2 separate regions of the Mus musculus genome follow, and region 2 is linked to region 1. The links are chromatin contacts, called in public Hi-C maps. All regions are on one chromosome and are shown on one strand. The core of a region is the stretch at or near the end of the contact, and the rest is flanking DNA. Distances in the headings are between cores, read along the strand shown.

Region 1 (6,302 bases), core at 2,032-4,531:
AAAACCAGACATTTCTCACAGAGCTAAAAGCTAAAGTCCTATGATCCTGCACATTGGCTGATGCTATTACTGTAGCATTTTATGTTAAGGTGAGCATTCCATTCATTGGATGAACACCCAGTGGTTTAGGGAACTAGATGGGCTGTCATGACTCTGAAGCTGCCAGACCACAAAGTATAATAAGACTTGTACAGGTTCTCCTTTGCCCAGCTGGAAACAGCTGGCACACTGGAGTGTCTCATTTCTAAATTCTCCTAGAAGCATGGCTGCATGGACTGGCCAGAGGGAGGTGGAAATACCCTGAGGTCTGACTGATGTCTCCAACTCTGCTTTCCTACACAGCTCTCCTGGCTCGCTGCCCTCCGTGGAGCTGTCTTCAGACGCTGTGCAGCTCATGGAACCCTGGAGTATAGAAACATCTGCAGCCCTTGCTGGGTCACCTCTTTCAGTTGTAAATAGAGCCAGGCTTCAAAAATGTTCTGCCTCCATGCTTGGCTGTTTGAAAGTGTCTGCTTTATGGCTTTAACTGCTTGACATATGAAAAATTAAAACTCTACACATTCAAAGCAGGACATGGGACTTAGTGAACTGAAAAATCAGAGTCCATTGAAAGTGGAGGCTCTGGGTCCCTTCATCATTAGAAGGCAGAGACATCAGACCTCCAGGGTCACTATAGCAAGCTAAACGCCACAACCAAAAGGAACTGCTCATTTGCTAGCATGCCTTGGCCAAGAAGAATTGTGTATTCACCAGAGCTATATTTTTAGAGAAGAATCCATGGGGAAACAAGTTCATCTGAGCAGCTATAAAATATCAGGCCATAAACGAGCACTTCTAATGAGCCAGATACAATGCTGTGATTATGGGGCAATCCAATAGAACTTAAGGGTAACATATAATTAAAAGAGCCAATCAATCGGTCTTGTGTTTAAAGCAGTAAGAGCCTCAAAGAAGAAGTGGTCCTTAGACAGAGACTGGATTTTGGAAGGGGGAGAAGGCAACAAAGGCACTTGACACACAGAGATAAATCCTAGAAAGAGCTGGAGGTTGCTGATCAGTCTGGGCAGGAATGCCAATTTAGAATAGATAAGATCACACACACACACACACACACACACACACACACACACACACATACCATTTCACTCTCTCAACTATGTTTCTATGACTCTACTCCACTCTAACAAGGATATTCCCCAAGAGCACCCAGGAGAGAGAGAGAGTTCGGTAACATCTCTAGTTATAATCTAACCATACAAATGATGGTTCCTAGACCTCATGGGGACAAAGGCATGGTAGCTCATTTTCATGTTCTCAGACCTCTGCTCAACAAACATCAGAGCCAATTATCTTTGAGAGAGAATGCATGGGTCATAAAACTTAACATATTTATTATCTAGATTTCTGATAAAGTGTTTTCCCTCTTCTGCCACAGCTAAGAGAATCCGCACAGGGCAAATTCGTGGGCTCTATGGAAGACATGATGACTTTTGAAGTTTAAAGGTCAGACAGTAGACAGGTATGACTTAAGAGGTGAAGAGCACACTACTTCGTAGATATTTGTTAGCTCATGGCCAGCCATTCTCAACCTTTCTAGTGATATGACCCTTCCCTAATGCCAGAGTTCCCCACACTGTGGTTACCCCAACCATAAACGTATTTTTGTTGTTACTTCATAACTGTGAGCTTGCTATTGGTGCAAATCATAATATAAAATCTGTTTGCTGATGATCTTAGGCCAATCCTGAGAAAGGATTGTTCGATACCCCCCAGCCCCCAGAGGGGTCTCAACCCACAGATTGAGAGCCACTGCTCTCAGAGCTGGACCATGATGTAGACAGTGTGGAGGCATATTGCTGTGTTCCTGCATCAAGGCTGTGTGTGTTGGCAGAGAATCTCCCTGCTACCCTCGCCCTGAACCTGCCTACCACCAGTCACAGAACCTGTGGTTGAAGCTGTTGACTAGCCAGGTTGAAGCAGGGCATTTGTGTTTCTAGAATGCTAGTAAGCCATGGTTAGCATGAGTTCAGTGCTCCTTCTCCAGCCAGAATCAAAGAGATACAAAATCCCTCGTGTTTCTTTGATCTAGAACACTCAGCTATGTGACTCTAGTCATAGTTGAGAGTAGAAACAAGAACCACCACAGCAGTCTAGGAGTAACCCAGCCACAGACATGGTCATAACTCATAAACTCATGTCAAGAACTAAATGTCAGGACTTTTCTTCCAGACAAACAAGAATCTGCAGACCTTCAGACACCTTTCAGGAGTACTTTGATGCTGGCCACCAGCCACAGAGTTGAGAATGAACAGGACCAAAAAAGAGCATCAAGCAGTCTATGTGAAACAGCCATTAAAACAGGCAAGATAGAAACACAAGCTATATCGCTTCTCGGTCTTTTGGATAAGATCGAGTGTAGAAACACAAGCTATAAACATCCAAAGGAAGAAGTTATGTGTCAGAGATGGTGGGTGAATGAATTATAGAAGAGAGAGCAGGCCAAGAGCCTCAAGTGCAGCTGATATGGATCTGTGGCCTTCAGTGAGCAGACAAGCAGTTGGGGGCAGAGCAGCCATGAGCTGCTAGTTGCATCTCACTTTCTTGGTACAGGGAAGAACAGATATCTATAGTTTCAGCATGAATGTGGAACTATATGCAATGTTGGATAGAGTTCTGAACCATTTAATGGTCCATTTAAGATGGACCATTTAAGGTCATTTTCTACTTGCCAGGGACCGTGGCTCACTGAACAGTTTCTGAAACTCAATCTTTATGAGCTCTAACATGGAGATTCAGCCTCCCGAGAAAGCTCAGAAGATGATCCCAGAGCATCCGGGGTCTTCTATGGTAAGCTTCTTAGAGAAATGTAAATTATTGAGCTGTCATAGTCTTTGTATCTGCAGCCAGTGTTCAGGATTCTATTGATGAAAGAACCTGCATACATCCCATGTCAAAGACTTTGCAATAGAAGACAGAAAACCTAGCTCTGGCCCTGATTAGGCCCTCCAGTTTCCAGTTCATGGTGCCTTCCAGAATTAATATCCTAGTTATTCACAAATCAAGCTATGCATTATAATGAAATATGCCTGCAAAAGAAAGGCCCACGAGGGCTTGTATAATCCCCTTAAAATAAATTATTAATGAAATCTTTGGCTTGCAGACTTTGTGTGCAAGAACTGGCCTGGTGCCCACAATGTGATCTTCTGTTCCCACTTACAAATCAAGGCTATTATAATCAATAAAACCTTGTTAAACATTACTGAGAGAGTGAGCAAGTGAACAGAGTTAATAACCTACTACACATGTTATTACTGTCGCTTGATGCAAGTGTCCCTTTCTTCATCTGTGTTCTGTGTTACATTGAAATAAATCCTGGCACTAGGAATATTCCAATTCATTTACCTTTAAATTGAGGCACTCTTTTCAATTCGAAATGTATAAACATCACTTCAGACTGATTTCCCAAACTACATTTTGTTTTCTTGCTAGAATAATAATCAATTGCTGGCTTAGCCAAAATGGATATTTGTAAAACTATATACCTTAGATAAAACCAAGAAATGTTAGCTAAATTATTCATTGGCTTGTTATACAAGGAAGGAGTTGAACAAGAGTAACATGCATTTTGGTATTTAAGTTTTAAAAAGTCACTTTCACCTATTGGTCCACAACTTTTTCCAGTTAGATGTTCTGTGTGCAATCACAAAAGGCTGAGGATCAACTTGGGCCAGGCTTCCTAGCAGACTCTCAATCAGGATCCCATCCTGATGGGCAATTGCTTAAATAAGGCAAAGACTCAGCCTTTAGTATCTTCATCAATAAAATTGAGATAGTGGTAACAGCCGCAAGCCAACATTACTTGTGCTAGGTCTTGGCCTAAGAATTTCAAGTTTATCAATTCTTACCTCATGAGATATGTTTTCCTATATGTATTTATGTATATGGAAATTTAAAACCTAACCATACTCTCTCATAGCAGTGAATCTTCAGTCCAGAACCTCAGAACTTTGCCTAGTCGCTCCCTTGTATGCCTTCATATTTTTATTCTGTGTGTCACAGGGTGAGAGTGTGAATCCTCAGGGTGGGGGTGTGAATCCTCAGGTTGAGAGTGTGAACCCTCAGGGTGAGAGTGTGAACCCTCAGGGTGTGAGAGTGAACCCTCAGGGTGGGAGAGTGAACCCTCAGGGTGGGAGTTTGAACACTCAGGGTGGGAGTGTGAACCCTCAGGGTGTGAGAGTGAACCCTCAGGGTGGGAGAGTGAACCCTCAGGGTGGGAGTGTGAACCCTCAGGGTGGGAGTGTGAACCCTCAGGGTGAGAGTGTGAATCCTCAGGGTGGGAGAGTGAACCCTCAGGGTGGGAGTGTGAACCCTCAGGGTGAGAGTGTGAACCCTCAGGGTGGGAGAGTGAACCCTCAGGGTGGGAGTGTGAACCCTCAGGGTGAGAGTGTGAATCCTCAGGGTGGGAATGTGAACCTGCAGGGTGGGAGTGTGAATCCTGAGGCACAGAGAGAGAACAGGATGGGAGTGTGAATCTTCAGAAATAGAGAGAACATTTGTGTGCTAACAGAATAGGAGCCTCTCCCACCAGCAGGATTCAGACTCCTCAGCTCAGTCCACCCCAGAACAGTGCCATCTAGGGAGCAGGCACTGCTACACCCTGTACACTGGATTCTCACCTTAGAGTGGACCATTATAAATGGCTTTCCTTCTTCATGCTGAAGAGTGTCTTTTTGTTTGTTTCCTATAATTGTACATATTAACCCAAATTTTCTATTCTGGAGTCACAATAGAAGCCTTCTTTTTATCATATATCATATACCTGAAAAGCTAATTAGGATACTCCTCAAGGGCATCCTCTGGATTCTTCATCTCTCTCTCCAAGTATCACTTGTTTTTGTTTGTTTGTTTCTTTTATTTGTTTGTTTGTTTTGGGATTTTTTTGTTTTTGTTTTTTTGTTTTTTTTTCCTGTTTTGTTTTTTGAGACAGGGTTTCTCTGTGTAGCCCTGGCTGTCCTGGAACTCACTCTATAGACCAGGCTGGCCTGAAACTCAGAAGTCTGCCTGCCTCTGCCTCCCAAGTGCTGGGACTAAAGGCGTTCACCACCCATGGATTATCCTGATCATTCCTCTCTTCTAAACTATGAAAAGAAATGTTTGTATTGCAGGATCTAGAAACAGAAACAGTTGTCAGAAACCCAAAGAAGGCACTGAAAGGATCCCAGGACTGCAGAATGCTGCTGTGGTTGCCACCCAGATGGCCTGCCGAACCACAGGTGCTACCCAGGTACCCCGCAGAACCGATGGGCACTTCATATCACCCACTCACATCCAACTTTTATCTCGCCCTAATTCAGAGGACATTTTTTCCCCTCATATTAACCAGTCATGAAATCAAAGCTGCCCCCCATTACATTGTGTTTTTAGTATGTGTCTGTGTGTGTTCATGTTATGGGGTGTGGGGTGCAAGTGTCTGTGTGTCTAGAGGCCACAGTTGAGGTCAGATTTGTTAACCCTGAGAATCATGAGGAGAAAGACCAAACTCACAATCATTGATTGATGGATGGATGGATGGATGGATGGATGGATGGATGGATTGATTGCAAGCTTTATTTAATACTGACCAGGACGGTCGGCCATACCCAGGATTCCCAGAAAACGATGCTGAATCAGATTAGCCAGGCTAACCTAAAGGCAAAGCTCACAAGGTTACATACTTCCTGTCTGTGTCTGATCGAGGCAAGCATACATCCTGAGGTACTTTCTGCCTCCCACCTCCATGAGATCAAGCACAGCCTGTGTGGGTGGGACAACCAACCTTGTTTACTGAAGTGAAAACATGTGGCTTGCTATGTTACACGAACAGCCCTCAGCATTCCAGAAAGAGACCTGTCCTCGGATACGTGGAGCTTACAGGTTAGAGACATTTTTTATACTTCTCTTAAGCACAGTAATTTAAACTTAAAACACAACTTTAGCCCTCACACCGTCTTTCTCAATTGCTTGACATCTTATTCATTTGAATACCATGTGGCCTCATTACAGAATTCGGAGCTCACGGGCTCTGCTGCACAGGCTGGCCCGAAGGCCTCAGAGATCCTTCCATCCCCACTGCACATGCTGGGATTTCGTGCACATACTACCAAGCCCAGTTTCTTAAGCATGGAGTCTGGAGAATGAACCCAGATTTTCCTCCCTGCTCTGAAACACTCTGCTGACTGTTTATGTGATTCCCCAGCCACACAGCTTCCCCGCTTTTAAACCCAAGTGGAGAGTTTAATGCTGACTCATGACTAGATGGATCA
Region 2 (6,302 bases), core at 2,308-4,807, 480 kb before region 1:
CCCAGAGCTCGTGTCTCTAGCTGCATATGTATCAGAAGATGGCCTAGTTGGCCATTAGTGGAAAGAGAGGCCCCTTGGTCTTGCAAACTTTATATGCCTCAGTACAGGGGAATGGCAGGGCCAAGAAGTGGGAGTAGATGGGTAGAGGAGTAGGGCTGGGGAGGGTATAGGGAACTTTCGGGATAACATTTGAAATGTAAATAAAGAAAATATCTAATAAAAAAAGGCAAAAAAAAAAAAAAAAGAAAGAAAAAGGACATGCTTCTAAGAGATAATGTCAAAACTTAACAAAATGAAATAAAACTTTTTTAAAGTAAAAAATAAAAAAAGTAAATTCAAAACTCACACACAGAGAAACTGCTACAAGGAATCAGAATAAATTTAAAATCAAAGAAATATTTGAAATTTATGATAATAAAAAAATACAAAGGCAGGTGTGGTGGTTCACACCTATAACCCTAACACATTTAGGAGATGTAGGCAGGAGGATTGGCATGAGTTTGAGGCCAGTTTAGGCAATGTAGTAAGTTCTATGCCAGACTGAGCATAGAACAATGTTCTGTTTTTTGTTTTGTTTTGTTTTGTTTTAATTAAATCAAATCAAAAGTGAATCATTCAAAAAATTAAAACATTCCCTTCTGGGATGTGGAAGAAGTGGAAGCATTGGTGGGGTGGGTTCATGTTTGTAGTGGGCAGGAGTTTTGACCTCATCACCACCTCTTTATTGATTCAGCTCTTTCTAAAATTGGTCTGGAAAGGCTTTTGAATCACCATTATTATCTTCAAACCACTAGATTCCTGGGAACTTATACAAAGATTCAATTTATCCTAAGATTATTCCAAGTGAGAAACACCCCATAATTTTAAGCTTTTTCAAAAAAAAAAAAAAAAAGGAAAAGGAAAAAGAAAAAGAAAGAGAAAGAGAAAAAAGAAGAGAAGAGAAGAGAAGAGAAGAGAAGAGAAGAGAAGAGAAAAGGAAGAAAGAAAGAAGGGAAGAAAGAGAAAGTGCTAATCCTAGGGTCTATGGTTACATAACGTAATCGTCTGGTAGAGCTGCTAGACTATTACCCATAATGCTAATCATCACATTTATATTGTAATATATGAATGTGCCAAAGGTTAAGTGAAGAAAAGGATAAGTTTACATTAATACACAATAAAAACAGTTGTGTGCAAAATAAGTATACATGTGAAATAGGGAGAGAATACATATACAAAAGCAATTAGATTGCTTTTAAAGTTTTCAATAATGTGATTATAAAACAATCCTACATGTGTTTTTTAATCACGGGAAAGGTCAAGAAGAACTGCTACAGTACCAGCCAGGTAGATTTATATTGGAAGACATATTAAACCTGGCAGTAGAACCTGCAACTCCTCACTGGCTCAGAGCAGAAGGTCCACATGCAACATAATCCTTTTCTGGTTTTTATCCAAAAAGAAGTGCTTGAATTGTGGGTACTTAGGCCATTTCAGGTGACTGTAAACCAAAGGAAAAAATTACAAAACCTCAGAGAAAAAACAGTAGAGTTTCTACTTTTACAACTGGAATAAATAATCTTAAAATGCTGCTTTTCTAGAGAAAAGAATTGTAAGTTTTTGGCGTTAATTTTTTTCTCCAGTTTTGTTTATATCAATTATGTACAAACAAACATTGGCAAGAATAGTTACCTGGATTTTCATGACCTAAAGGGGCATTTTAAAAATATTTGCCATGTCTCTTCAAAAAGTACTCCTTATAATCTCCTTGGTGGGTCGAGGGCTGTGACTTGGACGGCAGGCTGCTGGAATGGCCGGCATTCACAAAGCCCTAGGTTCCATTTCCAGCTCCATACACATCCCGCCTTGCTGGCCATGCCTGTAATCCCAGAGTTAAGAATGTGGAGACAGAAGACCCACAAATCAAGGTCACCCTCAGCTACACAAATGAGTTCAAGACCAGGCTGCTTGCTCCTCTGTTAGTGTTCAAAATTTCTATTTACTCTGATAGGGCTTTGCCAAGAAAAATAGAGGTAGAAACTTGAGGAACAGTGACAGCTGTAGGTGACAAACTTAGAATTCTCCTGACCCCCATTTCCTTGGAGACTCTTTTATGTCATATCAAAAGCAGAAAACTTCCAAAGAGGGAAATTTGAAATGTGTGTATGTGTCTGTGTCTGTGTGTTTTAAATCCATACAAGCCTTCATAAAAATATGATATAAATTAAGGGGAACCAAAAACTTCCAAATCCATCTGGCTGATTTTAGTGTATTTTTTTTTTTATAGTATTTTTTGAAGAAAGATCAGAAAAAACTCACAATGTCATAAAAGTCAATCCAAGATGGAAACTTCCCTGACAGACTCTTTCCTTTCCAAACTTGCTGGGCTCCTGAGTTTAGTAATACAGAGACAGAATCTAAGGGACACTTGTGAGCACAGGTATCCTGGAGGAGCTAGATGAAACTGCGCATGCACCAGTAATTAGACACCAGCCCCGAACTGCATGAAGTCTGATTAATTAATTAACTAATTAATTAGTTGATTAAATATGGTCTTTGCCAATGCCTTTCATAAACTGCTGATAAGGAGGAGGCCATGACCTGACACTTAATCTTGTCAGAACTTCAATGTTAGTTTTTTTTGTTTGGTAGTGACATGGCATGGCTCCTTAGAGAGGACAATGACTTCATTAGACCTGGGGGGTGGGGGCGGGGGTGGGGAAGCACGGGACAGCGTTTGCCTGCTGAGTCAGCGCTTTCTAAGCCGACTTAGTGGAAAGACAGACAGAGGTCTTGGAATCTGAGGAAATCCTCACTCAGCCAAATCTATCCCATATGAGAGGGTAGACTTAATGAGAATCAGCCCGAACTTTGGCAGGCAGCTGCTGGAATGTAGGAGATTTACAGCCAGCCTGGGCCGCTGAGGGTTTTTGCTTAGCCGCTTGTTCGGTATTAGAAAAGTTTGCATGAGCAAAATTTCAGCTTCAACTAATAAAGGCAAAGGGGTGGGGGGAGGATCACATTGAATACCAACTGTGTCTCGTGTTTGCAAGGCTCTGGAGGACACGAGGGCGTGAGAAAATGAGCGCCTTGGATTTTGTGATTGCTAGGACCTCACTGAGACCCACGGCCAGAGCAAGCCCCTGACAGACTGAGCACAGTAAGGGTGCTGTAGGAGTGGGAGTTTCTCCAGAGACTTTCTTTGCCCTGGTAGACGGGCTTCATGGTGGGAGACCATCTGTGTCTCGTGCCTGGCCTCCTCCCAGTATGATGGAATTGCAACTGTTTCCTTCTACAGGTGGGGTTCCTGATAGCTGTGCTGTTTACCACAAACTCACAAGTAATGTATTAATGTAATCTTAAAAGTTTGGATAATAGAGGTAAAGCCAGTCCTTTTGGACTGCCATCCAGATCCATTTTAATCTCGAGGAGGCAGTTATCACCAGGGCAGGGTTGTTTACACTTCCTGTTCTTTTATCTGTCTGTAAACATGAGAGAAGCGGAGTGTGTAGGCACATAGCTTTAGCCTCAGCACTTGGCAGGTAGCGGGAAGAGGACAGGAAGTTGTAACCTTCCTTAGCTACACAGTCAATTCAAGGCCCATCCGGCCCCCATGTGACTGTGTCTCAAACCCATTAACTTACGGAGAGTTAAAATGTTACAGGTTCAAAGCCACAGCTACATTGAGCAATTGTCCCTGGTCTGCTTTCCTGTAACTATGGTAAACACCATGACCAAAAACAACTTCGGGAAGGAAAGGATTCAGCTAATGTTTCCAGTTAATAGTCCATCCCTAAGGGAGCTGAGATAGGAACCTGGAGCAGACACCATGGAGAAAGGCTGCTTACTGGCTTGTGTGCTGGCTTAGGCCAAGCTTCCTTTCCTTTCCTTTCCTTTCCTTTCCTTTCCTTTCCTTTCCTTTCCTTTCCTTTCCTTTCCTTTCCTTTCCTTTCTTTTCCTTTCCTTTCTTCCTTCCCTTTCTTCTTCCTTTCATCCTTTTTTCCCTTTCTTTTTTGACGTGTGTGTGTGTGTGTGTGTGTGTGTGTGTGTGTGTTGAGGCAAGGTTTCTCAATGTAGCCCTGGCTGTCCTGGAACTCGCTCTGTAGACCAGGTTGGCCTCGAACTCACAGAGATCCAGCTGCCTCTGGATTAAAGGCACGTGCCACCTTCATGGCTTTTTCTTATGTATCTTGAACCCTCTTGCCTAGGAATGGTTTACACAGTGGGCAGGGTCCTCCCACACGAATCAAGACAGTCTCTCACAGGCCAGTGTGACTGAAGCAATTCTTCACCTGACTTGCTCTCTTCCCACATGGCTGCAGGGTGTGTCAACTTGACAAGACTAAGCAAGATGTCTATTTTAGCCATTTAAATAGCCAAAGCTATTACTTTCCTCTGCATATGACATATCGCTTTTGCTCCTAAACAATGGAATAGGATCGTCTATTAAGGAAGTCTATAGCAGCGCTATTAAGACGACCTTGACTGTCTGCCTCTCCCACGACCTCCCTTCTCTGATGCCTATCATTAACTCAATCTCCACCCCTTCTCTCAATAACTCCAATTCAAACCAATTTCAAAACTTTCCACGAACTTTCTGACTTATATTTGTGATTATTCTTTTAATAACTGTTTTGACTCCACAGATAGACCCTTGCTAATTGGCATGCTAATTCATTTCCTTCAGAATACTGTCCAGCATGCTGCTTGGACCCAGTAACATCCCCTAGACACAGGAGTATAGATACCAGGCTGTGCCTCCCCACTATATCTGATTATTTGCTGTAGACGGGAAGGCCCCATCCTAATCCCACGCTAATTTAGAAGTTAGACAAAGTGGATACACTCTCCTTTGGGTCTCCTCTTTTCCTAGTCCATTAAAATCATTCACCTACTCCTTTTTTTTTTTTTTTTAATGAATAAACACAATCTGGAAATGTAGGCATGTAACATTAGGATCTAGCTGTCACTCAGGCCAGAATACTCTCAGGCCCCATACTCTCCCATTAGGATCTAGCTGTCACTCAGGCCCCATACTCTCCCATCCTGCAGATACTGACAGAACCAGAAGACATTGTCTGTGAGTCTCAAGCAAACAGAACACCAGACAGCAGGATTTCTCACCTGGGAAAGCGATTGCATATCAAAGAGGATACTGGTGGTCACATGTCCTGTTCCCTGCCTGGGAAATCAGAGAACCAGACAGAGGCTTGTGCTGTGAGACTACCCTCAGGTCTACCTCAGAGAGACCCCTCTCTCACCTCTGATTTTTCTTTTCAAAGCCCCTACCATGCTGTCTGTCCCTGGTGCTAGGCACTGAACTGTATTCAGACTCCTCCACTACGCTGCTGTCTGTCTGTCTATCTGTGGCCTTAATAACTCTTAATACAAATACATTCATTACCTGCCCTTCTCCCCCCCCCCCCAAAAAAAAGAAACCCCACCGCCACTAACAAATCAAACCCATACAAAATAATGTATTAACTAATTTTCCTAGTTCTATATATACCTTGGGACACATCAGTATTTCCAACCCCTCCTACTCCTGCCTTCCTTTTGAGACACAGCCTCAAATATCTTAGGCTAGATTCAAACTTGCTATATAGCTAAAGAGAATGACCGTAATAAGTCCTGATGCTTCTACCCTACCCCACCCCAAGTGCTGGGGTTATGGTTTCCACCTCCATGCTGTCTGTGCTCCACCTTTTCTTGTTTACCTTCTGCGTGCCACAGGGATTTGTCATTACTAACTTCCTATGGGTTTACAATTTTGCTAGTCACTTATATTTCCATTTTTCCCACCATTCCACTATTGTACCTGACACCTCTGCCATGTAAGCAAATATTAGGGGTTAATGTGGAGACATGATTTACTACGTCAGAACAATGTTACCATTTTAAATGAAGGAACACTGGCACAAACCTCTTCCGAGAACAATCATTTTTTTTTTCAAATAATATTTTCACCAACACAATATTATCACGGAACTTTCGATAATGCAATGGACTAAAGAAGAATAGGGCAGCTGCATGATAGAGCGCTTGCCTAACAAGCCTGACATTGCAGGTTCAATTTCCAATACTGCCACAGATTATTTTTTAAAGAGAGAAATGGAAGGTTTCATGGTGCATTTCCTTGGTGGTATGATAACTGCTTAAAATAGTTCTGAATTCCCTGCTCTTCCTATATTCCCAGAGCTGATGGGAAGTGTGATTGTGGCTTGCAGGTGGCTGAATTGGCTGGAGGTGCTGGTTAGCTTTCATATTGTTCCCAGTTTCTAATTTTATCAAATTGAATGCGATTCATGTTTGGAGGAATTTGA

The links. Hi-C and Micro-C count contacts between places; a contact is called where the count stands out from the background.
Region 2: a Hi-C map of liver shows a contact between it and region 1, with 4 times the contacts expected there. The contact joins two enhancer-like sites. A contact is called at or near these places in 2 of 15 datasets of contacts at CTCF or cohesin (both in the NIH/3T3 cell line), 8 of 484 Hi-C or Micro-C datasets (the G1E-ER4 cell line, bone marrow-derived macrophages, cerebral cortex and 5 more), 12 of 115 datasets of contacts at active chromatin or transcription factors (astrocytes, embryonic basal ganglia, embryonic limb bud and 9 more) and 1 of 9 other capture datasets (embryonic stem cells).

The regions. Positions count from the first base shown.
Region 1 is chr10:21,457,135-21,463,436 of GRCm38.p6, reverse strand. No RefSeq gene overlaps it. Among named protein-coding and RNA genes, the nearest start is that of Aldh8a1, 83 kb to the right of the region's middle. Within about 2 kb of position 3,281, at least 6 of the 459 cell types and tissues checked have an H3K27ac peak or open chromatin away from gene starts, as enhancers often do. A contact at or near this core is called in liver, where this site is marked.
Region 2 is chr10:21,933,921-21,940,222 of GRCm38.p6, reverse strand. The region is part of intron 2 of Sgk1 (serum/glucocorticoid regulated kinase 1); the gene reads right to left. Among named protein-coding and RNA genes, the nearest start is that of Gm46215, 55 kb to the right of the region's middle. Within about 2 kb of position 3,557, at least 87 of the 459 cell types and tissues checked have an H3K27ac peak or open chromatin away from gene starts, as enhancers often do. A contact at or near this core is called in liver, where this site is marked.